Linked DNA regions of Mus musculus: region 2 is linked to region 1. A link is a contact called in public HiChIP or PLAC-seq data. All regions are on one chromosome and are shown on one strand. Each heading gives the region's core, a stretch centred on a gene start, on an enhancer-like site or on the middle of the called end of the contact. The rest is flanking DNA. Distances are from core to core; before and after follow the strand shown. Region 1 overlaps Rasa2 (RAS p21 protein activator 2). Region 2 overlaps Pxylp1 (2-phosphoxylose phosphatase 1).

Region 1 (2,757 bases), core at 151-2,650:
TCTAGCCCTGAGTTTGTATTTTTTAATAGAGAAAATCAAAGTTGATCAGGGTATGGTATGCATGGATTATAAGGTACAATTTAAGAATGGCCAAGCCTTGGCTAGGAACTTCAAAGGACTTCAGGAAAACTAGATTAACTTTTGTTGGAAGATACTCAATTATACTAAAGAAGAAAATACAGAATTAAGATGTTTACAATACAACCTTCATAATGTGCCAAGCTTTCTACCAAGGAAGAATGTATTTATATCCACAAAATTGATTTTTCTTATTCAGAAATATAAAAGTACCGACCAACATAAGACTATTTAAAATAGTGTAGCAAGGACTTGGAGTCCTCACACTAACACTATCTTTGTGCATTTTAATTTTCTACCTGTAAAGTAGGAATGAAACCATGCTAGGCTGTATGAGCATCAATGACAGGAGCAGACACTGCATTGCCAGCAGACACCGTGAAGGACACTGTTGTTTGCCAGTCCATCTACTGTACTGCCAGCAGGTCCCTGGTCACACTGAGTGCTGCGTGTCAGAGAGTGCTGGAGGGTTACAGCTGACACATTTCTTTCCTCACACTAGGGAGGAAAGAGTCTTTTCTTTTTCTCCCTGTAAACATTATCTTAAAGAAGACAATGGGGCTCTGAGCTACTGTGGCTCCTCTGATGGTGAGAAGAAGAAAGGCGAGATTTAGATGATCCCAGTGACAATGACCGCATCTCAGTGACAGTGCTCAGTGATGCACTAACCCACTGGATTAGCTTGGTCTTCACTGTGGAGACTGAAAACCTCCCTCGAGTCTGCTACGGCTCCTGGGAGGAATCCAGCTGCCGGTGTCCTGAGAGGAACACGTCCCACGGCATGCCAGCTGCTGCTGTCCTTAGCCAGCGCATTCTCTTCATCTGAGATGTAGCACTTGAAACCAACCTTCAAATGCTTCTATGCACTGTTATGGCTTACTTTTTTTTTTTTTTTTTAGTATTTATTATAAATATAACATATTGTGAGAAATATAAAGGAGACAACAAAAAGAAAAAGCTATGAATTATTCAGAGTGAATTACAACTGACCACGACATTCAAAGCAGTGATGACGCTCAGCACTGACAGAAAGGATGGCTGGCCTGCGGCGGCCGACCAGGAGAGGGAGTGGGGGAGGCACGCACGCGCACGCGCACGCGCACGCGCGGGCCCTGATAGGCGGGAGCAGAGCCCAGGAGACTTACTTGCTTCCGTATTTTGCACTACTCGATCTTTTCTTTCTGTATTTCTCATGAGGTTCATCGAGCTTCTCTATGGTGCTTTTGATTTGCTGAATTGTCTTAAAGGTTGCAACAGAATCCTCAATGGTGAACTTAGAATAACCAGGTTCTTTCTGTGGCCCCTGATACACAGCTATAGACCCACAGGTCTCTGTAAGGAACAGTGAAATCTCTGATCAGAAAACTAAATTCCACAAGTGTAATCTGTAGTGTAATTTAAAAAACTTTGAAGTTTTTAAGTGAGTTTCTTTGACAAGAGCACAGGTGACTGTATTATAACAATTTACTGAACAATCACATTTACAAAGAATAATTATTTAATTTCATGAATAGATAAAGATTAATGCCTCCTTTGAGGGTTTGTAAACTTCACTATCAGTAACAGGAAATCTATAAATATTTTTAACTTTTTAAAAAGTCAAAGAAATAACCTAGAAATTAATAATGAAAACTAATGGTTTCATTTTGTTTACCTTCCATTTTCTGCAGCTTAAGTAAACTGAGGGTAAAAATAGAATAAATTCTTTCTGTTTCTCTGTCTTCATCGATATCTATCTGGATGTCTGCAGGGATGCCTCTATGATAAGAAGAAAATTAAAGACATTGGAAAAATTCTTTGTTAACATTAGAAATGAATCAAGACTAAAACTAGAATTAGAATTTTCTAAAAGCGGCTTCAGAAATTAGTTTCCGAGATACTTCAACAGGATCACAAGGTCTGGTTGTTAAGGACTCAAGTCTTGAAAAAGATTTTGAAGTAAAATCATAAAAAATATTTTTAATGTATATGTGTATATCTGTGTGTGTGTGTGCGCATGCGTGCGTGCCTATACATGCCTCTGCAGAGGCTAGAAGACGGTATCTGATCTGTGCTCTGGAGCTGGTGTCACATGGGTTTTGGAACTAAACTTGAGTCTTCTTTCTACAAGAACAACAAGCACTAACTGCTCCCCAGTCCCAATAAACATATATATAACCTATAGTTGTTCACCGAACAATGCATCAATCTAGCCCCTGGGCACCACTAACTTACAGTTGTGTCTATAGAAATTTACTTACTCTCTGTATTTTAATTTTTGTGGTACTAGAATTAAACCAAAGCCCCTGTGTGTGTCAGGTGAGAGAGACACTCTACCACTGGGCAACAACCCAAGCCTTTCTAGACACGGTTTATAGAAATGTCTTCAGCACCGTGCGGCCTCTGTCCAGCTACTTCTACATAGCGTCTGTCATGCTCTCACACCCACGCCCGCATGCAGTCATGAGTTACTCACGCGGTGCACGGCTTGCAGCCTGGTGTGCTTTCACTCGTCTCCTGGCAGCAGAGCCAGTTTCCGTTGAGATACGCTGAGGGGTGGAAAGAGCTGAGCCTGTTGTGGTTGCATCTGCTCACCCTGCACAGGACATCTATCCACTCATTGGCTTCCACACAGTTGTTTGCTTGGATGTACAGCGTTTTCTCTGTATGTATCACTTGGAACATCTTTATTGCAAATTA
Region 2 (2,774 bases), core at 90-2,589, 290 kb after region 1:
AACACGCAAAACCTCACAGTCTTTCTACCTAAAATGCTTCGCTGACTACTCCCCAAACCCCAGGGGGTCTGGGACATCAAGAGTTATCTGAGACCCCACCCCACCCCCAGCTTCACATCCTCTGAGAGCAGCCCTGGCTGCGGGCAGGCAATCCACGTTGTCTCTATGGGGCTGGTCCTGCTTCTGCGTAGGCAGGCTGGCACCCCAGGAGCACTCCATCAAAACAACGTCTCCCCTGTTGGGCACTTCCCTACGCCTCACAGTCTCATTCAGTAAACGCTGCACTGGATGGATGCTACGCGCCCCCAGACACGCTGGCTACGGCCAAGGCATCATTTATTGCTAACTGCTTCTAATTTCCATGCACGCAATTTCCATCCTCCGTTCAATTATTTTTCATCCTAAGGGCTTTCAACTAAGACAGTGCTGCCTGTAATGTGTGAAAAATTAAATGGCTGAACATTATCTTACGCTCACAGGCCTCGGCAGCTGCGAGCATGCCCTCTCGGGCATCATCCGCGCCCCCCCACCCCCAGCTTTCATTTCCATTTTAGAGGTGGGGGGGGTGGGCTGAGCTCAGCTAGACCAAGGGATGGATTGGTGTGCCTGGTGCCTCCATGGAACCTCTCCGAGGGTGGAGGTGGGGTGGGGTGGGGGGTAACCCAGTGCTCACTCTTTCTCTTTTTTCTTGCTTGGAACATCAGAATTAGAGGCTGTGTCTCAGACTAAACAGGGCTCAGGCCTCAGTGCGTTTTCTGAGTTGCCTGAAACTGATACGCTCTCTGCTCTGGGACTGTCTTTGGCCCTCTTCTCCCAACCCAGATATTCTCTCCTGGAGAGAGAAGGGACGCCAAGACATACGCAACTTAAGACTTGGAAGCTCAGAAAGTTACAAGGCTCATAAGGCTCCGACCGAGATTTTAACAGCAGGAAATAACCACTAAGAGAGTGGGGGAGAGACAGTGTGACTAGGTCGAGCCACCCGCAAGCTGTGCGGGAGGCTACAGGGATGAAGCCTTCTGCGTGATCACCCATGCTGTGGTGGGCTTTTCAGTGAGGCAGTGGCCTCTGAGTCACCCGTGCTCCTCTAGGTAAACCCAGCTAAAGCTGGGTTTGGGTGGAGTCATTTTTCTGATCTGTCATCAGTGCCCTATCTGGGTTGAGTAGATGTTTGTGTCTCCCAAGGGAGTCACACAACAGCGTGCAATGCAAGACAGTGAACACTTTGAACAGTTGGTGCCCACCAAAGCGTAGCTCGCACCTCCCTCCCATAGTGCTCTGCTGCACGGAACACAGCAGAAGGCATGAAGACGACTCATAAAAGAAAAGTGCAGTTTACCTGCTAGCCACTAGAGTGCAGTCGATTTCTGGCCGCTTTGTTTTGGGAATGGCATACAGTGGGTACCTGTCCCCATGGCGAATGAACACATGAACGGAGACCAGCTTATAATGATGCGGGGCATGACCTGTGAGAGAGACACATCTTCTAGTCACCACACAACAAGCAAGTGTTTTAGCAAGGGCGTCTATGCCCAGGCTTGGGGGCTGAGGAGGTAGAACCCAGGGCAACCCAGAAATGGCAGAGCTGCTACTCAGGACCTTGACCTGTAGGGAAGGCTGCTGTGCTGGGTGGGTGATGCTGAAGAACCCCCACAAGCTGAGACAGAGGTTCATGGGAGGGGCTGACATGCCCCAGAGCCCCCAAAGTCATCAGCTGAAGGCCAGTGAGATGTGCACGTGGTGACTAATGTCTCATGTGCACAGACTGGGGGAGGCTCACAAAAATCCTAGCAACAGACTTCTGCTTTAAGTCCTTCGGGAAACACAGCAGGATACAAATGCACGCATCCCACACCACCCTATGATACACTTTGAGGAAAGTCAAACTTGATTCACATTCCTTTACAGCAAGACTTGTAGGCCCTGTGCACATGCTAAGCATACGGTAGATTTGCTCTGAGAAGCCGAGTTGCCAAAGGGATGGGCCAGCCTCAAGCCCTTGTCTGCCTTACCCACATCTCCTCACCAGACACCGAGCAGTGTGCTAAGACCAGGAGCTCATCCTAGGCACAGTGGCTGCAGAATTTGAGTCCAGGCCAGCCAGCTTCTTATCACTGTTTGATGCTGCTTAGAGAACTTTGTCCCCAGGATGTCTACTTGGGTCCTGAGGCCCAGGCTACCCAGACAGCGACAGGTCATACACTGGGTCTACCTTCCATGCTGTGCTCCGCTACGCTTGGAATGTTGCAGTACAGAAGAGCTTCATAAACCGGGTCTACGGTGGGAGGCTCTGTCACTGGGTCAGGCATGATCCTCTTTCGACTCTTGCTGCTTCCTCCATTCTTTGTGGCAGACACTGGGATCAAGTGGACTGCAAAGAAAGAAGAGTGACTAAAGGAGATGCTAGATCAGCTGTCGTGGCCACAGACGGCTGAATGTCACAGGGGTGCTCACTCCTTCAGTTAGGGTGGACCCTAGAGGAACTAGAAGTCAGCCTGGGTCTAACTGAGTGACAGACCCCCCTCAGCATGGGCCAGGATAACCTAGTCCTCACTCTCGAGTTACTGGAACTAACTGTGCACGAGGACACAGCCCCTCTTCTCAATAAGCTTTTAGCTCCCATAACTATATCGGGGGGGGGGGGGGTGATCACTGTCTACTGGCGCCTGTTAAGTGCTAAATGGAGTGTGTGTGTCACACCTCAATTAATACCATCCGACCACATTCCGTGCTCCCTAGAGCCCTATATTGGGAATCTGCTCACTAGTCCTCAT

Evidence for each region. HiChIP or PLAC-seq counts read pairs in DNA pulled down with a chosen protein or histone mark.
Region 2: a contact with region 1 is called in an H3K27ac HiChIP or PLAC-seq map of large pre-B cells, with 4 times the contacts expected there. The contact joins two enhancer-like sites. A contact is called at or near these places in 3 of 115 datasets of contacts at active chromatin or transcription factors (embryonic stem cells and large pre-B cells) and 1 of 9 other capture datasets (embryonic stem cells).

Annotation. Positions count from the first base shown.
Region 1 is chr9:96,543,056-96,545,812 of GRCm38.p6, forward strand. It overlaps Rasa2 (RAS p21 protein activator 2), which reads right to left. Exons shown (of 24, transcript NM_053268.2): 21 at 2,534-2,742; 22 at 1,733-1,836; 23 at 1,224-1,410. Among named protein-coding and RNA genes, the nearest start is that of Gm28729, 19 kb to the left of the region's middle. Within about 2 kb of position 1,401, at least 67 of the 459 cell types and tissues checked have an H3K27ac peak or open chromatin away from gene starts, as enhancers often do.
Region 2 is chr9:96,837,747-96,840,520 of GRCm38.p6, forward strand. It overlaps Pxylp1 (2-phosphoxylose phosphatase 1), which reads right to left. Exons shown (of 6, transcript NM_001289647.1): 3 at 2,213-2,371; 4 at 1,340-1,466. Among named protein-coding and RNA genes, the nearest start is that of Pxylp1, 50 kb to the right of the region's middle. Within about 2 kb of position 1,340, at least 46 of the 459 cell types and tissues checked have an H3K27ac peak or open chromatin away from gene starts, as enhancers often do.